Linked DNA regions of Mus musculus: region 2 is linked to region 1. A link is a contact called in public HiChIP or PLAC-seq data. All regions are on one chromosome and are shown on one strand. Each heading gives the region's core, a stretch centred on a gene start, on an enhancer-like site or on the middle of the called end of the contact. The rest is flanking DNA. Distances are from core to core; before and after follow the strand shown.

Region 1 (7,595 bases), core at 2,102-4,601:
TTGGCTCACCCTCTGATGGCATGTGGATGTCACAAAGGATGTGTGAGCATTTTTTACAAACATAGGTGATTGATCTCAACAGTGGAATCTGTACCCACAGCACAGCATGTTCAGTCTAGCTTTGTTTGGGGTGCTCTGCACCCTATTTTCTTGGCTCTACCTGTGAACAGTGTCCAGGACCTGCCTCAGGCCTTCTACCAGAAGAAGGACACAACAGGCCAGGATGGACGTTTTTTGTCTGTCTGGAGAAGATGTTATTTCCCATTTTGCTCAGGGAATACCTTGAGCCTAAAACAATAAACATAGAAATACCTTTAAGTTTCTGGGCTCTGTCTAGAAATTCATCAGTTTTTAAGAAAACATGGGGAGAGAGAGAGAGAGAAAGAGAGAGAGAGAGAGAGAGAGAGAGAGAGAGAGAGAGAGAGAGAGAGAGAGAGAGAAACAACTTACATATTTAATGAAAGACTAAACATAGCCTTGTAATTTATCACATGAGGGACAATTTTGGGAATCAGAGCAAAAAGCTACACAAGGCAGTAAGTGGCTGAACCCCATTGAGGGCCCCCCTCTTAGAGTGGAGCTTATCTAACTTGTCTGTGTGGCTCAGCCCAACACTGTCTTCTTTCTCAGTCACTGGCTCATTTACAATAGGTATTGAGTTAGGAATGGCAAGTATAAGACACCCAGGTGGTGGTTTTCATTAGTGATATCATAAGGAAGACCAGAGAGGAACTGTGTGGCCAAATTCCAGATCAGGTTTTGGGGTCACAGGGTCAGGACAGGATAATCACAGCTCTGAAGCCAGCAGTGGTTCCAACTGCCTGGGTACATTTGGAGATGGCTCCAGTGTGTGAGTGTGGGGGATGACTTTGCAAACCATCCCTTTGCCAGGAGCTTACTGCAGTAAAACTCAGCCCTCTTCTAACCTGGCACTGCACCACCAATAGGATCTGGGAGCTGAATTCAGGCCCCTGAATTCACAGCCATGGTGCTGAGAGCAATAGGGGCCATCTCTGATTTTGAATCCCAGTTTTACAAAGTACTACAGCCCAGAGCAGACATCAGCCCACTCTGCAGAGCACAACCACCTTTGTCCTTCACTGGCCTGCCTCCCACTTGAGGCAGAAATGAATGACCTTGACCTCAGCTCCAACCCGCCAGTGCAGTGCACACAGCTCAAGTGGGGTCCTCGTGGCCACCATGGGTGACTGTGCTCACGGCCCAGCTGCTCACTGGCAGGGCTGCAGGGCGCAGGACCTGACACTGCGGGCCTTTTCTCCCTCCTCCACTAGCAGCCAGTGGGCGGGCTTGCTCCGCCAGCTGCCATGGCAACGGGAAGATGGCTCTGTGGTGCCCAGAACAGATGTCACATGGGCCGCTGTGCTTGTGTTGGGGGTGGGGAGCTTGGGGGGGGGGGGGCACCAGGGGAGGGGCTGCGCCTTTGGAGTTAAATGGCCCCACCAGAGGGAGTAAGTCACATTTGGAAGGGAGTGCAGAGCAGTAGAATCTATTTTCTTTCTTGTCCCCGTCCTTTAAGTGCACTAAACGTACATGCACAAACACAAATGGCCTTTCATCTCCGCTCCTGAGGTGCTGGAGGCTCGCAGCTTTCTGGGCGGACATGAAAGCTGTTATCTCTCCAAGCCTCAAATGAACAGTGCCTCGGTGGCCCAACCTTGAGCAGGCAGCCCTCTGTTGTCTTTAAGGGACTGGCCGGGAGGCTCCATTCGGGTGAGTCCAAGGAACCTAGAATCATGCAGAGCAGAGACCAATCAAGGGGAAATTGAAAGGCAAACACACTGGGTTCTGTGGGCAACGACAAACCCAGCTCCAGGCTCCATACGCTTGCCGCTGAAATGAAAGAGTCCCTATGTCCCCTTCCTCCTCCCCATGGGGTCTCTGATCATATCACGCCAAAGGCCATTTTATACAGACTAAACTGGGGCAAGGCTTATAAATCTACCTGTCTGAACGCAAAGGCTCTTTGTCCCTGGAATAGATCTATCCTGGTCCGACTGCTGTATTAAAAAATTTCCACTGCTTTCCATTTCTCCTATACAGAACTGATATATATATATATATATATATATATATATATATATATATATATATACATTAATATGACAAATCCATATTCATTGGTAAGATAAGATATTATGTGAATACTAGGAAAATGCCAGGCATCAGTGGCCTATTTTCCTCTCTGAGACTCCAACCTCAGACCATGGGAACTTGGAGACAAGGGGGTGAAGGTATAGGTGCTATCTTAATCAGATGCATGACAGTCATTGCATGTGTGGGAGGATGGGGAAATGCTACATATAGTTATGTTGCACTGGGGTTTAATTCACAGGACCGGCGTGCTCAGAGCGGCTGCTTTGTGCCAAGGAATGCCACAGGGAAGAGGGGGAGGTGAGCAAAGCCAAGAAGATCTCATTCATCACCAAGAGGCAGAAACAGCACAGAAACTCTTATAATGGGTCTGATGAAGTGAGTGTTGCAAGCAAAGCATTATGGGAATGTGGAGAGGCAGGCTCTGAGAGAGGTGTCCTGGGGTGTGAAGAGACAAGTAGGAAGAATCTGGAATTGACAGAGCACCTGTGCTGTGACAGACATGTTATATACACAGCACACCGGATGGATCACAGAACTCCCTAAGAGGCAGTCACTGTTTTTATGTCTTTTTTTTTTTTTTTTTTAAATCAGGAAACCCATGCTTAGAGTGGTTTACAGTCCAAGGTCATTCACCAAGGACACAGCCATGCTGCCCTGTGTTTCTGCCTACAGACCGACAGAAGACGCAGCCCAGCACAGAACGCAGCTGCAAGCGTATCTGTCATTTTCTGATCTTCACTTAAACGGCAAGGTTCAGAGATCATGGGTTTCAAACAGTCCCTGCAGCTTACCTAACACACGTAAACACATAGCAATTAAAAGAAAAAGAATCGTTCATCTGGATGTAGCCAAAAATCTTCTCATGGATTACAATGGGTGCTACTGGGACTTTTCCATGTTCTTGAAAGATGAGTGGGGGTGGCCCCACAAACTGTATTCATTCATTTAAGCATCACCCTATGTTACTAGGGGGGTTTTTGTGTCTATACACAAAATGACCCATCTCCCAGCCCAGAAAGATTGCTGTATTTTAACAACAATCTGGCCTGCACCTGAGATCCTCAGGCATTTGTGGTTCACCTGAATGAAAAGCAATGATCAAGTGTGAATGATTGCCTGACAGTGCCCAGTTCTGTGCAGCTCTGGGAAGCTGCCCCTGCAAGCCAAAGTCCCCCACAGAAGACTAGCTTCCTTGACACTGCAGTGAAAGTCAACAACCACCAGGGGGCAGTAACACAAACCAGATATTTTTCCTCCGGGCCTGAATGTGGATGTGCCCGGTTTAATGCGTAAAGCCCATTATTACAAGCCTTTCCTCTCCCCACCCCCTATTAATGAACAAATGCCCAGGGGTAATGCAGAGATTTCTAAATACAGTGCAAGAAAGGGCAATCTGTACTCATACACAGGGAGTCTAACATGCAGTAATAAGTGGAAATGAAAATAATCAAGATGCAAGTGAGCCATTAGGCTAAAGAGCTAGCCCTCTGTCTGGCTGCAAACACAGAAATGCAGATGCCTGGCTCGCAGAAACGGGCATTTTAAAAATATTTATTTCACAAGTTCCTATTTAGAGTTCATAATACTATCCATAATTACAACCTCCGAGCTCCAAGAGGGGGTCTAACAAGAATTCCATATCTAGTATAGAGCACAGAGAGGGATGGTTCTCTCAGCCTAAGGTAAATGCATGAATTATTCAGGAACTTCCATGGGCATTTTAAATCATAACTTTGTGCTGTAAACAATAGCACACGTTAAAAAAAAAAAAGGTAAAAAGATGAAGAGCTGTCTAATCTCCAAGCCATAAAACAGCTACTGACACCCACAGTCTCCTAATGGTTGCTGTAGCGTTCCATAGGAATCCGTTGGCGTACTTACAGGTTTTAAACATAGCAGCAGAGAGAATATAATAACACGGAACCTACTTCTTCCCTGGGAACAAAGAATCCGGGATGATTCTGCCATTTTCGTGACAAAGGGAAGATTACGCAGTCCTTTCTTTTAAGTTGTTTGGAATTTGGGGCCTGTGGAAAAGGTGACAAGGCCACTGCTAGCAGCCTAGTCTCCGGAGTCACCCCATCACATCCCAATATTCATAACCTGATAGATTACACAGCTATTATCCACGCAACATGGCTGAAACACACGTGGAATTCTGAGTCAACTGACCATAACCCTCTACATTTTCTATTGAGGTTGTTCTGGGAATGAAAATGTACCCCTCTGGGCTTCAGTTTCCTAGCAACAGAGGTAGGAGAACAGATCTTGCCCTATGCCCTTGTGTGGTGTGAAGGTCATTCGGCATAATGGGAGGGAAAAATGTTAAGAACCCTTGAGATTTATGAAGACTCTCAGTGTGTGTCTTCTCTCCAGTTCACAGGAGGAACTGGAGCTGCAGAGACGAATCCAAGGTCACGTAGGTGAAGCCAGAGCCAGGGCCCCAGCTGGCTCTTCTCATCCAAGGCTATGATTCTTCCCTTCCCTCCTCGGAGCTGAGCACACACAACACAGCTGTCTCAGTCTGCTCTGGAAAAATACCTCAGACTGGAGGCACACAGCAGGACTGTGGACTTTGGTAAAGGGCAAAGTATAGCAAGGCAGGTTGTATTGCAAGGCCCCTTCTCCTGCCTCGTAGATGTTTAGGTTGTGTTTACACATCTTCCCTGAACACAGGAGTAAAAACAGAAAGTAGCCCCCTGGTGCCTACTGCCTTTTCTTCTAAGGACGAAAATCCCTCCGTGGGAGCTCTATCAGTATGACCTCATCTAACCCAAATTACCCAGATCAAAAACCATCACACTAGGGGAGGAGAAGGCTTTAGCAGAGGAGGTTCAATGGAGAAATCCCAGAAATATTCAGCCCATAATAAAAGACAATATGACGGACTTGTTCATCTCCCCATCTCTTTAATTTAGGTCAACAAATATTCGCAGGGCATGTGCTAGGAGCCAAGCACAGTTGCAGGCACTGTGGACACAAAGATGAATAGGAGACCCTGAAAGGATGGCTTAGGACAGAAAATGTCAGTATAGGTCCTAGGAAATTCCCTTCAGGGTAGGGTTTGTGTGACTGGTGAGCACTAGGGACTGTACAGGGACTGGTCGGTTACAACCTTCCCAAGAACTTCTTTCAGACAGCTCTGCTCAAAACAACTACAGTATGAGTCTGGATGCTAATCAGTACATAATTAATATTTGATAAGGTAATTAATTTATTAATTTGCTGGGGAAGAGAAAGAGATAAGTCATTTTCAGCCTACAGATGCCTGGAAGGAGCCACATAGGATCTGCATGTGCCTCATGGGATGGGGGTGTCACCAGTCCGGCTGTACTCTGGTAGTACTGGCATTGTGGAATAATTATTGCATATAATGGATTTCTGAGTTGAGGTGGCATAATTTAAGCTATTTTGGGGGTTCAGAAACTAAAAGGACTCAGCTTCAACTTATGTATATTGGATCACTACATGTGTGATATAAATGCACATGCATTAGATAAAAGAAAGGAAAATAGAAATATATGAAATGTCATTTAATTCTAATAGCAAATCTGTAGAGAAATTTGTTACCCAGAGAAATTAACTCAAGCTCAAACATACTAACTAAGGCAGTACTAGAACATTCTTGCAAACCATCCAAATGTTAATTTGAAAAGAGAGAGGAAGGAGAGAGGAGGGGAGGAGAAGAGGAAAGGAAGGAGGGGAGAAAGGAAAGAAGGAAGGAAGAAGAAAGAAGAAGAAGAAGAAGAAGGAGAAGGAGGAGGAGGAGGAGGAGGAGGAGGAGGAGGAGGAGAAGGAGAAGGAGGAAGAGGAGGAGGAGGAGGAGAAGGAGAAGAAAGACAGAAAGAAAAGAGAGAGAGAGAGAGAGAGAGAGAGAGAGAGAGAGAGAGAAAGAAAGAAAGAAAGAAAGAAAGAAAGAAAGAAAGAAAGAAAGAAAGGAAGGAAGGAAGGAAGGAAGGAAGGAAGGAAGGAAGGAAGAAAGAAAAAAGAGAGATTTCTTTTACAAATATTCTTCCAGCTGTAAGGATTACTTTTGCACTCTGTTTTCTGGTGTGCAACCACATTTTAGGAGTGAAGGTCTTCTTTGAAGGTAGAGGGAATAAACATGAAAATTCCAATCTCCTTGCAAAAGCAGATAAAGGCCACAGACAGTCATCCCTGCAAGGACACCCCTGTCCAAATCTGCACTTCTTGGGTATCCAGAAATCCTACAGCTTCACTCAAAGGCCCCAGGCCTTGGTAGGGAATTGCACGGTACACTGTAGACATGATGAGAGGGACTGTTACTGGATGATAGCGTGATGGTTGCATGGAGTCTGGGAGACCAAGCTAATGGCTGGGTCTCAGACATACACTAGATAGGTCATGGCAGAGTCAGACACTAGAGAGGGAAATGGTCCGGATGATATTTATGATGGCCACTCTGGCTGCCCTGTGTAGGCAGCTCTAGTAACAGAGAAATAAAAAGTTCATTGGCCCAGGAGCAGATGGTGGTACATGAGTGATGGTGGTGACTGTGGCTATGACAGAGAAGCAGGTACATGGGAGCTATACTCAAGGGCAAAATTCAGACATTGTGGCTTCAGTGTAAAATGCTTCTCAGAGGCTCCTGTATTTAAATGCTTGGTCCTTGTGCTCTGAGGTAAAGCACGGCTTTAAGAAGTGAGCTCATAGCCGGGCGTGGTGCTGCACGCCTTTAATCCCAGCACTCAGGAGGTAGAGGCAGGCGGATTTCTGAGTTCGAGGCCAGCCTGGTCTACAAAGTGAGTTCCAGGACAGCCAGGGCTATACAAAGAAACCCTGTCTCGAACACCCCCCCCAAATAAAAGAAGTGTGCTCGTGGGGGTAGGTCTTGAGGTCCCTCAGCCCCACTCTACTTCCTGTCTTTTCTCTGTTTCTTGACTGTGAAGGCAGTGTGATTGGCCACCTCATGGTCCTGCCACCATGCCCTCCTCACTAGGATGGGCTGTGTCCATCTTCAACTTCAAGTCAAAATAAATCCTCCCCAACCCTGACACTGCTTCTGCTCAAGTCTTTTGCCACAGTGAGGAGGACAGAGACTAATGCACCTGGGCAGCCTGGTAATGTGGTGACAAGGGGCAAGTGAGCACAGGGATAGATCCACAGTGGCTCCCAGGGTGCCATCAGTGGTGGGCACAAGAAGCCAGGCACTTGCATATTAAAGAGTCTTCAGTCTATGGCTTGTTGTGTGGACAAGGATATGGAAATAAACAAGTGGGTACACTTCTATGCAGGGATCTGGAAGCCATGGGGATTTTTAGGTCCATGAACCTGTGTATCATTGTATAGAGTTAGCATTTATACTACACAAAGAGCAAGGTGGCAGAAGCTTCATTGGTAGCACAGGTGGGGAGGTTATTTGAGAATACAATCTTTCCATCCCTCCATCTCTGTCTCTTTCTGTGCACTGCCCAGCCCCCATGCATGTTGGCCTTGCTAGGATGATGTGGCATTAGTGA
Region 2 (7,595 bases), core at 1,841-4,340, 180 kb after region 1:
CCCCAATCCTACTGTCCTTCACTCCAGTCAGGTCACGCTCTCACACACACACACACTCAGATGTATTCTCTTTGAGTCCTTACCACATGCTACTTAACTGCAGGCCTCACTTCCACCTGACATGACCATGGCATGACACCTTATGCACAGTACATGCTTAACGTTCAAATAAGCAATACCATAGTCTGGCTATGAATTTTCTTTTGAGACAAGCTTTCCCATTGACAAACTCTCTAGCCATTACAGATTAATTCTCCACTTTTCCTTTATTGGTAATGAGACAATGCTACTTAATCTTTCAGAATATAACAAACATTAAAATACTACCTACACACACACATGCAAACAGAGATGTATATACATTTGTGGGCATGGTCTTCTGTTTTGGAAGTAAGGTCTTATGTAGTCCGAGTAGTGATTTGACCTCCAATCCTCCTGTTTCTATCTCCAAGTTCTGGGATTACAGGTGTGCAAGTCACATCTGGCTGTGCATGGCCTTTGAACTTCCAACACCATGAGCAGAGAACAGTTATAACACATACAATTATTAGCCAGTCATCCTACAAAACACCATTCCTTCAAACATTCCAGGAAGACCTCATGCAGGGAATTTTTTTTTTTAATGAAAGACTTAGAAAGTGAACAGATCCATGTTTGCCTCCTCAGAATTGATAAAAAGCCAATATCCAAGAAGGTGTGTGCCCTACATTTGGTGTGAACAGGAAAGAGAGTGGATGAAGTCCTGACTGAATGAGGACGGCCATGTTGAAGACTTCGATGTGTCAGTACCATAGGAATGGCAAAGCTGTTCCCCATATAGACCAGACTCAGAGGAATGGCAAAGATTGCCTCAGGGGTCTGAGCTTGAGGGAGTGACTAGTGTATACAAAAACTAGCAACTGCATCTTCCTCTTCTGGACATTTACAGCCTGAGACTGCTGTGCCGTACACAGTCAAAACTAGACAGAGTGCGATCAGCAAGGGCCACGTGAGAAAGGAAAGGCAGCAGTGCCTATAGAGCACTACCTGTGAGGGCGGAATAAACACTGAAGTTCAAGGCTGCAGTGGTAGCAGGTGCTACTCCACTGGAATGAGTACACCTCACTTGACCCCAACTTTTCCAGGTCTGCGTTCCAGGACAGGCAAAGGGATGCACTTACAGGTAGTTCACACTACAGTTCAAATCCAGGCTATCTCCACCATCTAAAGAGCTGCCTTCAGGTGAGAGGAAGCTCATGAAAACCGCACTCAACGCCTCGCCTAACCCAAACCCTTATCCCATTCTTCATCCCTGTGTTTTCCCTAACATGGAGATACTCTTCCCATTAACTATTTTATTTCTGTTGATTGTTCTAAATCCAGAAATGCCAGTCTAGATACAGAACAGGTGCCCCTGCCCCTGGGCTGCTCTCTGCTCACACTGTCTGCCTGCCACTGTCTCTTGAGTTTGACTCCGGCTCTGTCAGTGAAAAATTAGACTTCATTTCAGTATGCTAATAGCAATCTCTCCAAAACAATGTAATCAAGGCCTCATGTGCACCTATAATTTCATCCTTGACATAAGCCTGACAGCTATTTATTGTCTGAAAGGGAAAGCAGGGAGGAGGGGGAAGGAGGAGGGAGAGGGAACTCCAACATGTCCCCCTCCCCCAAAACAAACCCAGCAGCTTTATGTTTGAAGGCAGTCTTTGCAAAGTCCAAAAAAAAAAAAAAAAAAAAAGGCAATAATCATGGGGTTTACATATGTCTTGTCTTAAGCAATCAAGACAGAGAGTTAACAGAGAAGCGTGTTCAGATGTGCCAATTCCCAAACTGCCCACCTCTGATGAGCCAGCTGTGAGCGGCAATTGTCACATTATAATTTAGGCAAAGGGGGGGAAAAAGGCATCAGAATACACACTGGATCAACATAATTATTCACAGCAGGATACTGCAGAATTAATTTAGCCAATCAGAATGATACTTGGGGGCTGGGCACATATCAGAGATCAAGAAGAGAGAGCAGGGAGCAGGAAGGGGAGGGGGAGGGGCACGCTGGTTTCTGAACCTCTCTCCTATGCCTATCATCTGATCTGGACGGTTTTCAACATGTGTACATGTGATGCTGCTGCCTGTTTCCTTTCTTTTTAAGCTCCTGCCTATGCAACACTCACACCATGCCAGTCGCTGGGGAGGCGCTTTAGAGGCACCAGGCTCTAGGACTCTTAGGTAGGAAGTGCTATTACCTTCCCTCATGCTGAAGCCCAGAGAGGCTGCAACACTTGCCAAGGAAGCACAAAGGGAAATGGGTAGAGCCAGGCATGAGACCCAGGCAGGCTAGCTTCACAGGTGACATGATTAACCAACATGGTGAAAGGACTTGATACCTAACAAAGCAATTATTGGCTTGGCATCCTAGCTGGAGACCTGTATATCACCTATCATACTGTGTAGCCACAGCTTGGCCTTCCTGCATTCCTCTAAGCTACTTCTCTCAAAGATAGCAAGGCTGTATCCCTGCTAGATGCAGTTGCTGAACTGTATAGACACCAACTTCCCAGGCCTAGAACTTCATCTAATACGGCAAGAGCAGGTCCCACCAAGAGCATCCCAGGACCAATGATGGGGAAACCTTAGCTCCCTTCTCTAGGAATACAGAAAAGCAGCAAACAGAAACTCAGAAAAGTTCATCAGAGAGAGGGAAAGTGGGGTGTTCCGAGAGTTAGAGTTCAAATGTCTGGCATTTGTACCCAAGACGAGATTCTAGGTCACGTGGAAACTTCTCTCCTAGAGTTGCATCTGCAGAGTCAGATTGGCAATTTTAGACTACAGTGGTCCTCTCCCAGGCATGCTGAATTGTGCGGCAGCCATCAGAGGAGCCCTGAGGAGCCCTGGTTCCCGTGTAAATTTGGGCCTCGGTTTGTGTTCACCGTGTCTGGTAACAGGAAATGACAGGGAGTGGACAGGATTTTATGTCTGGCCATAATGTTTATCTATGCCACTGTCAATGAGAACTGTGATTTAATCCATAAGGCTACAGAGGCTCGGGATGAAAGAGGGAATATGGACAAATCCTGATTAACAATCACTGTAGTGCCAAAGCAGGTTACCATGGCAACAGGCCTGAAATTATACAACAAACTGGGATGGCATACCAGGCAGATTACTCCAAGAAGGGCCCTTTGCTGAAAATGCTTGGCTTTCTTGCATGCTCTTAAAATTAAGATGCAAGTGCTGTGCTTTCAGCTGGCATTAGCTCGCCTCCCCTTTCCTTCCACATTCCCTCTTCAGCGGGTCCCACATAAAATGGGGACACACACACACAGGCTTAGCACATGCAGTGAGCCATCAAGCTAAGCTCAGCACCCTTTCCCGTGGAAGGAGAAGACAAAAGGAAGTGATGGGAAGGGAGCTTCCTTGCCTAGTATCCTTTCAGTAGAAAGGTGCTTAACTCCTTGGGTGCAGGAACTGAGAGAGTCAAGTTTGGCCCTGGGAGGCAGAGATCCCATGAAACAGGTAAAATAAGAAACCAGAAAGGGATTAGGAAGGTACCTTCTCTCTTCCCAACACTGTTAATTTTGTTTGGGATTTGTTCCTTTTTTTAGGAGTACGATTCTAAAATAATGGTTTTATTCCCCCTGAATTTAATCAAAATAATACCCAAAAGGATATAAATAGGAGTCTGTACACTGGCAAAGAACATGTTTGAACTGTTATGGCCAGCATTATGAGTGAGTTCACAGATGACTAGTAGAAAAAAAGTCTCATCAAGTAGCCTACAAAAAAACTCCACAGCATTTAAGACCCTACTTGACATCCTGTATCAGTTGCTGAGGAATTGCAGTGGGACACTAAAAACAAATGGGGGATGCAAGCTGATAATTCTGAGGGGGAAAGTACCTGCTGTGCCAGCATCAGGACCTGAGTACCAACTTCTGACACTTACATAGAAAGCACACAAAAACATATGCATCTATAAGCCTGGCTTGGGAGGCAGAGGCAGAGGCAGAGGCAAAGGCAGAAGCAGAGGCAGAGGCAGAGGCAGAGGCAGAGGCAGAGGCAGAGGCAGAGGCAGAGGCAGAGGCAGAGGCAGAGGCAGAGGCAGAGGCAGAGGCAGAGGCAGAGGCAGAGGCAGAGGCAGAGGCAGAGGCAGAGGCAGAGGCAGAGGCAGAGGCAGAGGCAGAGGCAGAGGCAGAGGCAGAGGCAGAGGCAGAGGCAGAGGCAGAGGCAGAGGCAGAGGCAGAGGCAGAGGCAGAGGTAGAGGCAGAGGCAGAGGCATCCCTGAAACTCATAGTCTGGTACAATTGGTGAGCTCCAGTTTCAGTTAGAAACCCATCCTTAAAAAAAAAGTAAAATGTAGATGGGCTGCAGAAGACACTTGGCATTGGCCTCTGGCCTCAGACACACACACACACACACACACACACACACACACACACTTGGGGCAGGTCTTTAGACCTCCATTGAAGAGGTAGCTTCCCTCACTCTTTTCCTGCTGACATTGGATGGAAGAGAAGCCTCCTTACAGAGCCCCCTGTATGTTATTATCAGCTCATGCCTCTTTGTCCCACCATGCTTTGTCACTATTCCCTACTCTCTGTAAAACCTGAGCATAAAGGTACATGGCCTTCCCTCTTTTAGTCCTCATCCAAGAAGGCTCCTGTATTGCCTGAAGTTTTCCAGACAAGTCTGTGAGCTTTTCTCCTGGCCATATTTCTGTCCCAACAATGAGCCCAGCAGTGACAACAAGGGCAATGTACCCTCCCCTACACACAGCAATGAAATTAACAGAGGCTCTTATACACAATCTTCAGGAATAAAAATCACCTTGTGTATTTTAGCCCAAAAACACACTGATTAACTACTGTGTTGTGGCAACTCTAAAGACTGCTAGTTTTACAATTAAAAGTATGGAGAATATTGCTTTGGTTGTGAGCCTAGCCTTTAACAGCTGAGCCATCTTTCCAGCCCAAGAATATTGTTTTACCATTCTATATTCAGGGGCTTTCTTTCGCTTGCTAAATGTATTTTTCAATTTTTATTATTTATGTGTATATGTCTATGTATGTGTGTATGTGCATGTAAGTGCAGTGCTCACAGGGACCAGAAGAGGGCACTAGATCCTCTGCTGCTAGAATTACAGAAAACAGGCATCTGTCTTATTACTGAGAACCAAATTCTTACCTTCTGAAAAAACAGCAAGTTCCCTTAACCACTGAGCCATCTCTCTATTTCCATAATCATTTATTCTATAAGTATATAGGCAAATCTGGCCCAAATAGTATCATAATATTCTCAGTGCCAAGAGTGATAGATTCTTAAGCCACATCCTCAATACTATATACTATACTCAAATACAAGGAACTCAAAGTAGCCTTTCTATCATGAAAATCTTTAAAATGATGGACTCTCGGGTTTCAGGACAGAGGAGATGCTTAGTCAGTGAAGAACTTTTCTTTCAAGCATGGGAACTGACCTCAATCCCTAGAACCCACACTAAAGAAGCCAGGTGTGTTAGAGGACACACTTGTAATCCTAGAGCTGGGAAGAGAGAGATGGCAGGACCCGCAGGGTTTACCAGGGAAGCAATCTAGCCTAATTGGTAAGCTCTAGGTCAATGAGAGACCCTGTCTCAAACAAGCAAAGTAAATGGAGATATTTAGGAACAACAGCCAAGGTTATCCTCTGACCTTAACCTTCTCATGAATACACACACACACACACACACACACACACACACACACGACAGATGGGACCAATAGGCTACCCAAACTCAATTTATTCTTTGGACCCAGGACAAACAATGCCCACCGTCTGTCTGCCAATGATCCACCTGGCCTTATCAGTCCAGCAGCTGCCAGCTGCTTAGGACTCTGCCACTGCTTACCTCACTCTGAACCTCTCCCCATGCATCTTCCCTCCCCATGCAGATCTAAGGTAGGTGGAGGGCTTTGTTTTGGTTTGGGTGTTGCTGTTGCTGTTGCTGTTGCTGCTGCTGCTGTTGTTGTTGTTGTTGTTGTTTGGGGGTTTTGTTGTTGTTTGGTTAGGTTGGTTTTTTGTTTTATTTTGTCTTGTAAGTGGTTTTCTCCAGATGTTATGAAAAAAACAACAACAAAAACAAAACAACCTGGTGAGCAAGCTCTCTTCCCAGGGATGATTCAGGAGGGGGATGACTTTTTTTTTTTAGAGCCTTTTATTGCATTCGAAATGCAAATGCCACAATTTAGCCCCATTGGGAAACATACCATATTGTTACAATTCAGATTACCGTCTATATCGAATCAAAGAATGTCACTGAGACAGTGACATATTTGAGAGGTGATGACAAAGTCAGTCTTCTAATTTCTCATTCAGGAATAGGGACAAAGGTTGCACTGTGGAAGTTGGTGGTCCTGTATACCTCATAAGCCACCGGCTGCTCACCACTGACACTACGGAAAGGCTCTGTCCCCTCCACATGCTCTCCCTAGCATTGTGTGTGAAGTCCCCTCTAGAGGGTATCCCTGCCCACCCCCTTACTGACACCAGCTCAGACCACAAATGATCCGCCAAGGAAGCTGCATCTTCCCCTTCTCCCCTATCCTCAGGAGTATATCCCCATCACACGTCCTTCTGAAGAGCCTCCCATTTCCCTCTTAACACTAAGCAAAGCATTTGGAAATGCTGGGCTAGTTCTGAGCCACTGGGGTTTTATCTGCACGCAACCCCATCGCCCACGAATGAGCCTTAAATTGAGAACTGCATTGTAATCTCTGCAAACCTTGCACAGCCTCTGAGTGGCCTCCACCAGGTTCCTAACCCCTTTGATACTGTTTCCTTTTAGGAGAACTGAGAACAAAAGAGATAATGATGCCCTTGCTATCTCCTTTTTCCCTTTGGGTTCAAATAAAACAATGTATAAACACATGCTTTTAACGTTCTGAATTTAGGCTTACTTCCTTTATCACATACAGTCACTGGTATTCACATAACAGTTTTTAAACTTCTGTGCAGGAAGTCGCCTCAGGAAAGGAAAGAGCAGAGCTGGCTGCACCATGCACTCTGGGTTCCTCACATCTCCACGAGCACACGGGGCTTCCATCTGCTTGGTACAGTTTTGTTATGGCTTGGATGTTGAATTTCCCACAAAAGCCATGTGTTAAAGGCTTGGATCCCATGGTGATGCTCTGGGGGGGGGGGGGACTCTCTAGGAGGAGGCATCCTCTCGTCATTGAGGACTGTGGGAGCCCAACCCCCTTCTCTTACTGATGTACTTCCCAGCCATGACACCACCAGTCTGCTCTATCACATGCTCCCCGAGATCGCCATCCACATCCCCCCTAAACAAAGGTCCAGCAGCAAGGATCTTCCCAATCACACACCAGAACATCTAAGCCCACAAACAAAAGCAAACCGTTCTCTCTGTACACAAACCATCTTGAATATTTTGTTATAGTGGCAGCTGACTAACACAGGTTCCAAGTCAGATTTCCATTGAGAAACAGTGTGCCCCACAGTAGATGAGCCTAGAAAACCACTCTGAGCTGTTTATGCTCAAACATCACGGGGCTGGTGTCAACTAAACTTAGGTGAGCTATTTTAATGGGTTCATGAATGAATCGTAAAATCATTTTTTC

The links. HiChIP or PLAC-seq counts read pairs in DNA pulled down with a chosen protein or histone mark.
Region 2: a contact with region 1 is called in an H3K4me3 HiChIP or PLAC-seq map of the SCID.adh cell line, with 10 read pairs. The contact joins two enhancer-like sites. A contact is called at or near these places in 1 of 15 datasets of contacts at CTCF or cohesin (large pre-B cells), 11 of 484 Hi-C or Micro-C datasets (CD8 T cells, the P5424 cell line, bone marrow-derived macrophages and 7 more), 6 of 115 datasets of contacts at active chromatin or transcription factors (the SCID.adh cell line, SST interneurons, T-cell acute lymphoblastic leukemia and 3 more) and 1 of 9 other capture datasets (embryonic stem cells).

The regions. Positions count from the first base shown.
Region 1 is chr14:64,198,665-64,206,259 of GRCm38.p6, forward strand. The region is part of intron 5 of Msra (methionine sulfoxide reductase A); the gene reads right to left. Gm52129 (a long non-coding RNA gene) reads left to right here and starts at 689. Exons shown (of 3, transcript XR_003951176.1): 1 at 689-1,731; 2 at 2,354-2,490; 3 at 4,492-7,595. Within about 2 kb of position 3,352, at least 38 of the 459 cell types and tissues checked have an H3K27ac peak or open chromatin away from gene starts, as enhancers often do. A contact at or near this core is called in the SCID.adh cell line, SST interneurons, cerebral cortex and 1 more, where this site is marked.
Region 2 is chr14:64,376,136-64,383,730 of GRCm38.p6, forward strand. The region is part of intron 1 of Msra (methionine sulfoxide reductase A); the gene reads right to left. Among named protein-coding and RNA genes, the nearest start is that of Gm52130, 27 kb to the right of the region's middle. Within about 2 kb of position 3,091, at least 59 of the 459 cell types and tissues checked have an H3K27ac peak or open chromatin away from gene starts, as enhancers often do. A contact at or near this core is called in the SCID.adh cell line, SST interneurons, cerebral cortex and 1 more, where this site is marked.